Regions from separate parts of the Mus musculus genome. Here all the other regions are linked to region 1. Evidence: chromatin contacts called from public HiChIP or PLAC-seq data. All regions are on one chromosome and are shown on one strand. Each heading gives the region's core, a stretch centred on a gene start, on an enhancer-like site or on the middle of the called end of the contact. The rest is flanking DNA. Distances are from core to core; before and after follow the strand shown.

Region 1 (4,428 bases), core at 1,246-3,745:
AAGCTCCTGTGAGGAATGTCTCCTGAGCTGAGTCTCTGTGGAGGAGTTGGAGTTAGTTGAGTGCCGATTGAAGGTGTTCCAGGAAGATCCCACAGCACGTTGGAAGGGATGGAAAGGTGAGGCTTGCATGAGCCTTTGGGGTGACATTGGCCTTGCCTGTACGTTGTACACATGTTAGTACTCTCCTGGGGGAATCCCATGAAAGCCCAGGAGAGCAAATAGTGCTATAGCAAAAAACAGGACGAGACTTCTGGGATTTGAGACCGCGTAGGTTAGCTTCGGATTGTTCCCTCCCTACGAGGGGAGGTTCTCTAGGCTGAGAACTGAAGAGTGCAGGGGAAGACACCATTCCTCCCCTGTAACCAGACCTTGCTACCAGATTTGCTGCTCCCCGCTGCTTCTCCAGGGCTGTCCTGACCTCCCTGGGGGCTTCCTTTTTAACATGCACCTCACAGTGTCCTGCAGAGGAGGAGAGAGCGCACTGCAGTGGCTGTGGAGTGGGAGCCCTGCAGTGTGGCAGTGTGTGCCCTGGTCTCCTGCCATTCCTCTCTGTAGAGGATGGAGGTGGGGATGGCTCTCAGGGCTTGGGCTTCCAGAGCATCCTAACATGATGGGGGTTGAGTGGAGGTCTGAGTCCAAGGGAGGGTGAACCGAAGGCTGCAGGGGCCTTCCAAGATAGCCGGATGCTCCCTGGCACATAAGCAAGGGCGGTTGGCTTTATGTGACATGGTGTCTTTATTGTCTATTCCCCTCTCTTTTTTCTGTTTTGTTTTGAGATAGGGTCTCAGGTAGGCCATGGTGATGTGATCTCCAACTCCTGTGTAGCTCAGAGTTACCTCTGTCTGCTTCCATTCCATCTCCCACATCTGGAGGGAATATATCACCATACCTAGCTTCTTATCCCTTTAACGAAGTCTGGTTTCTCCTACTGGACACCAGTGTGCCTGTGAGCCTTTTCCGGAACCCTGCTTCCCCCTCAGAGAGCATCAGTCATTTCCTCTCTGATTCTGTCTTCAGATGGAGCTCTGGCCTTCATTGAGCCTGCTCCCTTGTGAGGGTCTCTTCCTGAACCTTCTAGTCTCACCCTTCCCATGAGTCCCCCTCCCTTAGCCTGGCTCCTTGGATCCTCTCCTCCTTGCTCTGTTTAACCTCTTCCTTACTGCATGTGCTTTCAAAGCCTTGCCAGCCTTCTCTCCTTCCACCTCATTCTTCACCATGTAGGGGACCATCATGGACTCCATCCCATGGAGTTGATCCCTTCCCAACCAGGGCTTCTTCATCCCTCAACTGCCCCTGGAGTAAGAGACTACCTTGACCGGCTCTCTTAAAAACATAGCCACAGCTGCTTTTCTCTAAAACGTTTCTCCAAACCTTCACCCTCTACCGCTTCTTGCCATCCCTTTCTACTTAAAGTCTCAGAGTGTAGGCTCCTTTCCTCAGTTTCCCTCACCTCTCACCACAGTCAGATTTCCACATCCTGCCCTTGAACGTGCCCTGGGCAGTGGTTACCGGTGGTCTCTGGGCAGCAATCCCCTAACAATGCCCCGAACGCCTGTAATAATAGCCCTCATTTACTGAGCGATTTCTGTGTTGCAGGCTCTCTGAATTGCTTGTTTATCTTACCCACCAACCCTTCTGATGCAGGTATAATTACTTTTACCAATTTATAGCTCGGGAAACTGATTCTTAGAGCTTAATTAGCTTTGCCCAAGTTCACCTAGCTAGCAAGTGACAGGGCCAGAACTCTGCCCTGGGTCTCCTAACTGAGGAGCACAAGTTACTGACCTTGAAGAGCACTGTGGCATTTGACATAATCGACTCCCTTTTCTTCTTGAAATGTCTCGTTTCTGTGACATGGCATCCTCCTGACTCCCTCCCACCCCTCTGCCCACTCCTGCTCAGGTGACTTCACAGGCCCCCTTCTCCTTTCTTTTTTTCCTTTTTAAAATGTCAGCGGGGCCTTTCCTCAGTTCTCTCCCTCTTCTCCCTGGGGTGTCCCCTTTACTCCTGGGCATCTGGTTACCACCCTTGATCTCTTTGTGTCTGCCTCCAGCTGGTCTTTACCAGTAAACCCCAAGACTTTGCATAACAACCGCCTTCCTGGGTGTTCCTGGCCCAACTCAGGGTGCTTAACTCTGAACCTGTCACCCCTCCCCAAAATCTGGGGTTCTGTGGCTCAGTGCAGGACAGCCCAGCCCGCTCTACCCCGGGTCCTCAGCCACCGCCCTCCTCAGCCATCTTGGATTCCTCCCAGGCTCCTCTTCCTCCCCCACTAATCAGGCTCACTGATGCTCTTTAGCGCATCTCATCTCCATCTCCTCCTCTTTCCCTTATTCTCATTGTCTTAATTTAGGCCTCATCATCCCTTGCCTGCAGAGCAGCCTCAGCCTCCTAATTGGCTACCCTCCTGCCACTTGAGCTTCTGCCCGGGCCTGATCTCCTGACCATCTAGCTTTGGTCTAGACTGTGGAGTGTGCTGATATGCTCCCTGCCTGATACCCTCTGTGGTTCCTTGAGAGCTGGGAGGGAGTCAGGGGATGGCAAGTGAACGCCTGTTAAAAGGATGGAGGAGGCAGGGGTGAAAGGTCACTGAGGTCAGGCTATGCTGCACAGATGAGGGTATGATTGACAGGCCACGCAGGCCTCTGGTCTTCTCTTCAGCTGACCCTCTTCTGAGTAGCGAAAGGTCTCTGAAGGGTGATGCAGCCACCCCCACAAGAGTGGGGAGACACCCTGACGCATTCCCTTCAAGTCCTCTGTGCCTACTCAAGTCAGTGTGGCTTGCTCCCCCAGCAGGGTAGAGCGCCTCCTACTGCCAGTGGGAGGAAGAACACCCTCTCCTCTCAGCCGACCAGTAACGCGTCTGAGGGACAGAGGCCCTTGTCCTTGCAGGTGCCGCAAGATGACTGGGGGGGTTACCCCACGGGTGGCAAGGATGGGGAGATCCCCTGCCGCAGGATGCGGAGCGGCAGCTACATCAAAGCCATGGGGGATGAGGAGAGTGGAGACTCAGATGGTAGCCCCAAGACGTCTCCAAAAGCACTTGCCCGACGCTTTGCCTCCCGCCGTTCCTCCAGCGTGGACACAGCCAGGATCAAGTAAGGATGGTGTGGGGAAGGGTATCAGAGATGATTCCGAGATCCCGCAGGAACTGTATGTGGAGGCTTTTGGATGGGGAGCCCTGCTTAGGATTCAACAGACTATCTTGCTCTGCTCCAAATGGAGTGGAGTCATGGTCTTTGCTTTAGTGTTTCTTTTGCGTGCGGGCGCGGGGAGTGGGGCAGGGCAGGGGGAGGGCTGTGGGGTGGGGGCGGGGAGGAACCTTTGACTCCGAGTCTCCTGGGTAGTTCTTAGTGTGTTTGGGGGGGGGGGGGGAGTGGGGAGGTGGAGGAAGAGAACCTGGTCAGAGGCCCTGATACCATCAGACCCTCTCTCCACCTTGGCGCACACTCCCATTCTGACTCTGCCATTTGCCTTTTTCAGCTGCTGTGTCCCACCCCGGATCCATCCCCGGAGTTCCATCCCTGGCTACAGCCGTTCCCTCACAACTGGACAGGTAGGGCGTGGCGCTGTATAACATAGGAGGGAAGGGTAGGAAAGGGAAGTCAGTTCCGGGCTCTGTCTAGGCTGTGATGTCAGTCTCTGTGTGGAGAGAGAGCAAGTTTGGTTCTGGGAAAGCCCCCAAAGCCCTGAAACCTGCCTGTGACTTCCAGATCTGACTTGGGCTGGGAATCCCGAAGAACCCACACAAGTATGCTCCAAGTGGTGAGCATGTGTGAAGGGCAGCATCGTTTCTGTTGCGTTCTCCATCCCTCTCCAAGCCTGACTGCTCCAGACTCATAAATGAAAGGGACAGGCAAGGCAGAGTCAGAGCTGAAGTCTCCTGGGCTGTCTGGGCCTGAGTTCCGCAGCCTCGACATCTACTCCCTCAGACCACCTTCCCTTTCAACACCCCTGTTTCCTAATCTTGGAAATGACAGGAATAAACCTGAAATGATGGCTCTGTAATCTTGGCACTTGGGAGGTGGAGGTGGGCAAGATCACAAGTTCAAGGCCAATCTTGGTGTAAAGACTCCGCTCTCAAAGAAACAAAACCAAAAAAGCAATGTTAGTGTTGGAATATCTCTCAGGGGATTTGTAGGAGTTCAGTGGGAAACATCATTCAAACAGAAGGCACTGGTCCAAAACTGTTTTATAAAGCGAGTTCCAACGCTGGAGATGTAGTTCAGCTAGCAAAGTGCCTGCCTAGCATTCACAAAGCCGTGGGTTCAATTCCCAGTGAAGCCTACGAATGGGTATGGTGGCACGTGCCTATCTCAGGAGACAGGTCAAAAGTTCAAGGTCACCCTCAGTTATTTAGCAAAAGCTGGAGGCCAGCCTGGGGCCCAAGAAACCCCATCTCAAAGAAAATACAGTGACCTCTATACC
Region 2 (4,428 bases), core at 595-3,094, 190 kb before region 1:
AGTGGTTAAGAGTGTTCATTAGTGGGGCTGGTGAGATGGCTCAGTGGGTAAGAGCACCCGACTGCTCTACTGAAGGTCCAGAGTTCAAATCCCAGCAACCACATGGTGGCTCACAACCATCTGTAACGAGATCTGACTCCCTCTTCTGGAGTGTCTGAAGACAGCTACAGTGTACTTACATATAATAAATAAATCTTAAAAAAAAAAAAAAAAGAGTGTTCATTAGTCTCCCAGAAAATCCAGGTTTGATTTCCAGCACCCATTTGGTGGCCTACAACCACCCACCCATGAACTCCAGTTCCACCAGGCTTTCAGTTCTGACATGCTTTCCCTAAATTCCCTATATTTCTCTCTGTGTATCTGTGTGTGTGTGTATATATATATATATGTGTGTGTGTATGTATGTATGTATATATATGCAAATACTCATACACATAAAATAAACAAATCTAAATGTATGCATATAATTTAAATGTGTGTGTGTGTGTACGCATGCACACGTGTGTAGCTATTAACTCAGCATTTTACCTAGCATTAGTGAGGCTCTAGATTTGAAACTAATGTCAAAAAAAAGTTTGTAATTATTCATAAGACATCTTTGTCTGCTTTGTTTGTTTTTTTTTGGTATTTTTTAAAGATTTTATATATATATAAAATATATATATACTGTCACTATCTTCATACACACCAGAAGAGGGCATCTGATCCCATTGCAGATGGTGGGGAGCCACCAAGTGGTTGCTGGGAATTGAACTCAGGACCTCTGGAAGAGCAGTCAGTGCTCTTAACCACTGAGTCATCTCTCCAGCCCAGGATGTTTTGTTTTGTTTTGTTTTAAAGAAATCGGGTATAGGCAATTCCTTGAGAAGATAGAGAACAGCCCAAAGGAATTTTTTTTATGGAATTGGTTAAAACATCAAGTAAAAGATTAGAAGTATTACTGTTTTAGATTTAAAGGTGAGAAGGGCCAGGCTGATTCCACGACAGGTTTCAAATTGACAATTAAGGAGACTCTGCCTAAATCGCTGTTTTCAAGAACTGGACAATTCCAGGCAAGTCCAGGCCTCAGAAGCTGCCCCACCACCTAGCCTGAGGCAAGGACAATGGGTCAGCAGCAGTTTCCAGACTTCCTCAGCTGCTTCCTCAGCAACAGTTTCCAGACCTCTCCAGCAAGTTTCCAGCCCCCACAACCTGGTAATGGAATGTCTACAGAAATGACCCAGCCGATTAACATAAAGGTCCACTATCACAGAACCCTCTAATGTGCTTTAAATCAGGTCTGCAAGCTCACTTGGTTGTTTCTCTATCTTGGTAATGGAGAGACCCCAGCATGCTGGACTTCAGCAGAATAAAACACTCTTTGCTGCCTTTATTTGAGTCTGGGGTGTCATTGTTTAGGGAATCAAGGACCCTTACAATGATTTTGTGTTAGCATTCTGTCTAAGCTCCATCCCAGTTACCTGGCAACAGCCAGGTACGCTTCTCCCCACAGTTTATCTAGGATCAAAAGTTACAGATTTATGCGACTGTGGTAATTTCCTTTAAAGAGAGGGATTGCAAGAAAAGATAGAAGAGAGGCCACTTGCTTCTGGTCCCTGATGAGGGAGGGAACCGGCAGAGTAGAAACTGTGACCCCAAAGGGATAGGTGATGTGCTTGTATTCAGTCTGGTTTTACAAAGACGCTGCTCAGAGTTTCAGGACATGAGCACCTAGAGGAATCAGCTCTTACCAAAGCACTGTGGCCAATTGTGCAAAGCAGCCTGAGCAGGCAGATCCTCCAGCTCGCTCGAATCCTCTCCCCTAGGGCGCTGAGCAGGCAGCCAGCACGTGGCTCACTCGCTCTAAAATTCAGCACTGGGAAGAAGGCTTGGGGGAGGGGCGGAGGTTGGCTCGCGGGGCTGCAAGCCAAACCTCTTTGGGGATCTTTTCCGGAAAACCCACTTAACACTCTTTCTTTCCCTCCTCGGTCTTCTTTTACCTCTGCCCTCTTAGATTTGTGTTTGTTTAGAATAATTCAACCCCCTCTTTTTGTACTCGGCCCCTCCCTGCTGTCCGCCATCAATCCTGAGGCCGGTGGGCAGCCTGGGTCTGTGGGAGGGATTCGCAAAGATGCTGGCGAGGAAAGAGATGCAATTAATCCAGGCCGTGAAAGAGTGTGGGGTTCGGGAAGAAACGCCTGCCCACGGTCACTCACCTGAGTAATTTGCCTGGAACAACTAACTCTAAAGATTACATTGTGTAAGTCATCCATTATGCTGGAACAACAGAGAGGCTTAATGCAACCCCAGAGTAACTCATTTAGATGCTCTCTTCAGCTAACACTGCCTTGCCTTGAACACAGGCAACAACAGGACTTATACTTACCCGGAGTCTTCGTGCGTGAGCATTTTTCAGATGATGGAAAAACCGATTCTGAATCTGTCTTCTCATTTCTTTATTAGTATGAGCGCCAAGAGAAGGGAGATGCTGCATTTAGAACTCATCTGTTGAGTACCTAAAATTCCCTAGGCCTGGGGACCACAGCCTTTCCTAAAACTATTAGCGTCTAGCCTTCACAATAACGCTGTGAGGGAGTTACTTACGGTCGCCATTGTTGTGAGGTGAGGGAAACAAACGGAAGGAAGAACAGTCGGTCCTTTAATTATCGCACCTTCGGAAAGACTGTTAAAATTCAAAGTCACACTTTGGCTACAGGATGAGTTCATGCCCAACCAGGGCTTAGTGCGTCCGTCTCAAGAAGTAAAAAGAAGGCAGAGGCTATATAGAAGGCACAACAGTTGCCCAGCATGTAGGAGGACCTAGCTTCAGTCTTAGTGTTGGAGAAAGTGAAGTTAGGCTGGGGATGGCTCATGGGTTAAGAGCATGTATTTGTTCTTCCTGATGATTCCCCAGCACCAGGGTCAAGCATGGGAAAAACTCCCTGGAACTCCATCTCCTCAGGCACCGACATTCACATGCAAATACCTACACACCAGCACACAGACATGCACATATACACATGATTGACATAAAAAATATAAAGTGAGACTCATAACTTAGGGTTTGAATTTTTTTATTTTACATAAGTACTCTGTAGCTGTTTTCAGACACACCAGAAGAGGGCATCAGGTCCCACTGTAGGTGGTTGTGAGCTACTATGTGGTTGCTGGGAATTGAATGCAGGATCTCTGGAAAAGCAGTCTGCTCTTAACTGCTGAGCAATCTCTCCAGCTCCAAATTTATCTTTTCTTTTCTTTCTTTCCTTTGACACAGGTTTTCTTTCTTTCTTTCTTCTCTCTCTCTCTCTCTCTCTCTCTCTCTTTCTCTTTCTGCCTTTCTTTCTCTTTCTTTTCTTTTCTTTCCTTTTCTTTCTTTTTTCAAGACAGGGTTTCTCTGTATAGCCCTGGCTGTCCTGGAACTCACTTTGTAGACCAGGCTGGCCTTGAACTCAGAAATCCACCTGCCTTTGCCTCCTTTGTGCTGGGATTATGTGCCACCACTGCCTGGCTGACATAGGCTTTCTTTGTATATCAGTCCTTTGTTATCCTGGAACTCCCTCTGTAGACCAGACTAGCCTCACACTCACATATAAACGATTATTTTCATCAGTTCTGCCCTGCCACACCTAAGTCAAATGAGCTTTATTTGATTTTTATGTTCAGTTCCAAATGTTGAATTTGGAAACTTACCCCCTACTAGGCAAAGGTTCTACCATAGAGCCTTTGGAGGTAGAGGTGGGAGGGAAATGGTGAGCCATACCATGTATGAAGAAAAACCCCAACTGAATATAGTTTGTTGTGTTATGTAGAATAATTCAGCATTTAAAGGCCTGGATTCAGAGCTGGGCACACATCTATGATCCTAGTACTTATGAGGAAGAGGCAGGGGGCCCAGGAATTCAACATGAACCTCAGTTCCATAATGAGTTCAAGGCTAGCCTGAGCTACACAAGAGCCTGTCTCAAAGAAATAACAACTATGTAGCTAGGCATGATGGTGCACACTTGTAATTCATTATAGTTCTCAAGAAGGAGAATCTCTGGTAGTTTGAAGGTAGCCAGGTCTGCATAGAGAGACCTTGTCTAAACAAACAAACAGACTTAACACCAATAATAATGGCTAGACCTTGTATAAATAAATAAATAAATAAATAAATAAATAAATATGGCTAGACCTTGTCTAAATAAATAAATTAATTAAAAAACAAGGACAAAGGAGGTGGTAAAGTCACTTGCTGACCATGAAGCAAGCCTTCTAACCTGTGGTAGGCTTCCAGAACCCAGAATGGAAAGAGAACCAGTTCTACAAAGCTGACTCCACAAAAATGTCCTCTGATCTCCACACACAATGGTGTGAGTGTACACATGCACAGACATGTGTGTGCACACATAATATTAATAATAATAATAAATAATAATATTGCTTTTTTTTTTTGAGGAGACAGGGCTT
Region 3 (4,428 bases), core at 810-3,309, 130 kb after region 1:
CTCCCTTCTTAAAACTTGTTACTAGGGGCTGGAAAGATGGCTTGGTGGTTAAGAGCGCTGACTGCTCTTCCGAAGGTCCTGAGTTCGAATACTAGCAACCACGTGGTGGCTCACAACCATCCGTAAGGAGATCTGGAGCCCTCTTCTGGAGTGTCTGAAGACAGCTACAGTGTACTTACATATAATAAATAAATCTAAAAAAAAAAAAAAACCCAAAAAACTTGTTACTAGTTCTTACCTCCAAACCCAAGTCTATAGTCCCGGCATTCCCCAGCCCCCTGACACACACATACTCTTACCTTGCCTCTCTCTGCTCAGACCTGGCCTTGATTCCTCCCGCCTGGAATGCTCTTCCTTTCTACCCTACTCATTAAGGAGGCATCTCTGTTCCAATATCCCCTTAGGGTCTGTTCTCAAATTACTTCGAGTCTGAACCCGCCCTGGTCAGTCTGTTCCTGTTTCCCTTGGTTTTAGTAGCCCTCAAACTCAATTTGCAATTTAAACCTTGGTCTTTTGTTTGTTTGTTTTTGTTCCCATTTATCATCTGCCTGTCCAATTAACATGCCTACTTGACTGGCTGGCTGCTTCAAGTTTGGTATCACTCAGTGTTCATTCAGTAGGCACTGGATTTGCACACTCAATTCAGAGCTTGAGAGTGGAGTTCTCAGAGAGGCTGTGGGAGGGCTGGGCAGAACGGCAGAGGACCAACCGAGCCAGGAATTAGATGGCAGTATTGCTGCCCTCCACAGGGTCTGTCTTTTGAGAATCTCAGTTCTCGACTAGATGGGGGTATCTGGGAAGCCCTAGAGCGTGAAGACCCTTATGGGTTTGGTCCTGGCACTTACTTTTAAACCTTCCAGGGAGGGCCAAAGATTAGCACCTGGATTCTGACCCCCCAGGAAATGCCAGGACTGCGTTTACTAGCTGGGAGAAATCCAAGAGAATTCTGTAATGTCGCTAACCCTGTTCCTTATCTCTTATCTTGGATTACTGCAAGAATCTTCGACTGTTCCCTCCCCAGCCGGCTCTTCCTGGGAGTGCTCAAGGAGAGTGAAGGGGAGGAGGAGTTCCTTCCACCCGGTACCCCCTAAGGATGCCACGTCTGGGGCTCCCCATTTTGGTGCAGGCTACCTAGTCCCTTCTAAGACACACCCCGAGACAGACTCACCTGAAAAGAATTTCTCGCCTAGCCCGTGCTGAGGACTGGCAGAGCCGGTTCTGGATCCCCTGTTGCCCCCCAACTCCCGTTTCCAGCTACTAGAACGATTATTACTATTTTTTTAATCCAGTTTTTATCCAGCTGCGGGACCCAACCGCTCCATCTCTTTCTACCCCGCAGCACTGTGGCTGGCCCCAAAGGTATAGCTCCCCTCTTGGGCCCCGGGCCCCGTTTCCTTCCTTTCTAGACAGTTTGGGAGCTTTGTGAACCTGTGACTCGCGCGCGCGCGCGCGCGCGTGCGGGTGTGTATGTCCCCTTCTGTGAACCTTCCAGTGTCCGGAACCGCCACCTGCTCCAGAATGCTGGTGTATGTATGAGTGTGTGGGGTGGAAGTGGGAGTGGGGGCGGGGAGCAGAGCTTTGGGTTAGGGTGCTCCTTCCCTGCGCTTCTGCAGCATTAAATCTCCATGCTGGGCGCGTGGGCAGGCCCCAGTCCAGCCCCCCAGGGGATCCCCATAGAGAGGGGTTCTCAGCTGCCTTGGATTGTCGCCCCTTCCCGGTACTTACAGTCAGCGGCGCCGCCACCGTGGGAGCCTGGCTCCACGTGCCCAAGACCCACAGCAGAGGAGGAACGAGGCGGGAGCCAAGCCGAGCTCTGTGGCCTCGGTGAGGCTCCTGGCCAGCACAGCCAGAGGCAGCGTGGAGGAGGGGCGGCCGGGGAGGAGCCCGGAGTCGCCTCAGGGATGCAAGTTCTAATCCAGGAGCAGCTGCGCTGACTAGGGAACAGCAGGCTCCTTTGCGGAGGCTCCGCGTGCTCGCCTGTGGAATGGGGGCATTGGTGGCCACTGGCAGGGCTGTTGCAAGGACTGCAATGACATTAGGGTGTGAAACACCTTGCAAACTGTTAAGTGCCGTGGCAGTAGGGATGGCAATAAATGACACGCCTACGCTGGTTACCACGGATACCCCGTCTGCGCCCTGCCCATTTGGATCCCAGCCTGCTGCAAAGTTTCAAAGTTTTCGTACGCTCTTGGGGGCCCCCCTCCCGCCCTGTTTGCATCCCTGATGGCATTTTCCAGGGAGGCAGTGTATCTTTGAGACAGTCTTTCGGGGCTCACACTGTGCTGGCCACCGGAAGGGACACAACCAGGAAAAGAAATCTCAGGGGCAAGGATGGTGTTTGGAGAGATTTTAGATGACCCAGTCTGCCCAAAGGAGTGTGAAGCAGGGTGGGAGGCCCAGCTTGTGAAGGGTGGGAGACCTGCGCTTGAGGGGCTCTGGAGACTAAGATGTTCAGTCTTATTCGTGGGCCAGGACTGAGATCCTAAAAGCCCTATCGCCCCAGGAACGGAAATCCAGGGTTTCCCTGGGATCCCCAGATCTTACTCACAACCTTGCCCGAGGCTTCACTGTCTAGACAGAGATGACTGATGCCCGACCCTGGTAACCATTCATTCCACTTGCTGGGACGATATCCATTGATGCGGGCTTCTGATCTACAAAAGGCAGCCTACATTAGGAGGCTCTGTTACTGTCTCCTACTACCCAGAAGGATTCCCGTTCGCCTGAGCGGAGCGCCTGAGACAAGGTTGCTTCTCTTAGGAGCTGCATATCATTCATACAGCACGCAAAGGAAAGATCTCTGATCTACATTGAAAAGAGAAAAGGAGAGGCCCCGAGATAAACCCAGGGACACATAGAAGTAACAGAGCCAACTCCAGGGACCTCAGTGACGTTGGCATTGGCTACGGCAAAGCCCTGTGGCAGAGGCTACCTTGTGCTTGCTATGGGCAGAGCAATTATCAGCACTATGGCTGGGCAGTGCCAGTTTTGTTGTTGTTGTTTTTTTTTTTTTTTTTTTTTTTTCTGGATGACTCTGCTAATGTGCCTGGGTGATGGGATTGGGGGACCCTGACCCTGCCACCTGCTGCTCATTCTCAATTATTTCCCTAGACTTCAGAGCAAAATGCCTGGTCCCATTTCCTCACCTCCCACTCATGCTTCAACCCACCAGAAGATTTCTGTCCCTGCTGTGCTACAAGAAAAGCCTTGTCAAGGTAACTCTGATCTCCACGATGCTAAATCCCACACAGTAATAAATCCGTGACCTCCTGAAACAGCTGTCACAGAGTCCCGCCTTTCTTCTTGAAGCACCTTCCACCCCCAGCTTCCTTGACACCCATCTCATTTCCTGGTCCCTGGGATACCTTCCATCAGGCCTGTACTGTGGGTGCTCTGGGCCAGGCCCAGCATCTCCTGTCCCAGGTGAGCTCACCCAATCCTAGGGCCCTACCACCCATTCACTGACATGCTCCTGTGTTCACGGCTGGCACTAACAAACACTAGATTGTGCAACCACGACTGCCCACATGTCCACCAGGCTAATAGGTTCTGGTTCTCCTTCCAGAATAACCTGTACATGTTCAAGTATGAGGAGACTTCCTATAACCCATGGAGGGTGCCGTGTGTGCTGCTGTGGGCTTTGTTCCTGCCGGGAGACGGAGTGCTCTCTTTTGCCGTTTTTAAAGAGGTGAATTGTGTTTATACTATAATATGTCCTAAGTCCATCTCACATTGACAGGAGCTAAGGCCGCTTCCAGTTCTTCCTTTGAGGGCTAGGCATATGTGGCTCAGTTGACAGAGCACTTACCAGTCCTTCCCACCCCCTCGTGCTTGCTCTCTCCCATTGTCCCCTCCCTCTTCTTTTCTTTCCCTTCCCACTTATCCTTTCTCCTTCCTCCTATTGCAACACATTTCCTTAAATAAATACTATTTGACCTATCTTATTTCTCTGTCTCTTTCTGTTTGTCTCTCTCTCTCTCTCTCTCTCTCTCTCTCTCCCCCTCTGTGTGTGTGTGTGTGTGTGTATACATTTGGGAAAATGCATGCTTGCTTGAATCAAGGTCAGAGGACAACCTTGAGTGGCAGGCCTCTTGTTTACTGCTTTGTGTACCAGGCTGGCTGGTCTGTGAGCTTTCAGGGAGTCTCCTGCCCACCTCCCTGCCCCCAGCAGCGGTGCTGGGATTACAGATGTGTGTTTGGTTTTGTGTGGGTCTGGAGGATCTGAACTTGGATCCTCATGCTCGCTCTACAAGTTCCTTCCATACTGAGCATGTCCTCAGCCTGAACTCATTGAAAATGGTGTCCACAGGAGCTGGTGGACTAAGGTGACGGCTGGTACTGTTTTGATAGATATTGCTAAGTCCCCCAAGGATGCATTAGTTGGCATTACCAGGACGCATTAGCCTGTGCTTTTCCCAGTCCTCACCA

The links. HiChIP or PLAC-seq counts read pairs in DNA pulled down with a chosen protein or histone mark.
Region 2: an H3K27ac HiChIP or PLAC-seq map of embryonic stem cells shows a contact between it and region 1, with 5 read pairs. The contact joins two enhancer-like sites. A contact is called at or near these places in 1 of 115 datasets of contacts at active chromatin or transcription factors (embryonic stem cells) and 3 of 9 other capture datasets (adipose tissue, liver and pancreatic islet).
Region 3: a contact with region 1 is called in an H3K27ac HiChIP or PLAC-seq map of embryonic stem cells, with 21 read pairs. The contact joins the promoter of Gjb3 here to the enhancer-like site in region 1. A contact is called at or near these places in 1 of 484 Hi-C or Micro-C datasets (embryonic stem cells), 6 of 115 datasets of contacts at active chromatin or transcription factors (embryonic stem cells and stem cell-derived neural progenitor cells) and 4 of 9 other capture datasets (adipose tissue, embryonic stem cells, liver and 1 more).

What each region holds. Positions count from the first base shown.
Region 1 is chr4:127,196,781-127,201,208 of GRCm38.p6, forward strand. It overlaps Dlgap3 (DLG associated protein 3), which reads left to right. Exons shown (of 12, transcript NM_198618.5): 4 at 2,893-3,098; 5 at 3,484-3,556. Among named protein-coding and RNA genes, the nearest start is that of Dlgap3, 30 kb to the left of the region's middle. Within about 2 kb of position 2,496, at least 16 of the 459 cell types and tissues checked have an H3K27ac peak or open chromatin away from gene starts, as enhancers often do. A contact at or near this core is called in embryonic stem cells, where this site is marked.
Region 2 is chr4:127,003,452-127,007,879 of GRCm38.p6, forward strand. No RefSeq gene overlaps it. Among named protein-coding and RNA genes, the nearest start is that of Sfpq, 16 kb to the right of the region's middle. Within about 2 kb of position 1,845, at least 68 of the 459 cell types and tissues checked have an H3K27ac peak or open chromatin away from gene starts, as enhancers often do. A contact at or near this core is called in embryonic stem cells, where this site is marked.
Region 3 is chr4:127,328,777-127,333,204 of GRCm38.p6, forward strand. Gjb3 (gap junction protein, beta 3) reads right to left here and starts at 2,060. Exons shown (of 2, transcript NM_001160012.1): 1 at 1,726-2,060. It overlaps Gm40251 (a long non-coding RNA gene), which reads left to right and starts at 587. Exons shown (of 4, transcript XR_868156.3): 1 at 587-1,359; 2 at 3,112-3,215; 3 at 3,566-3,688.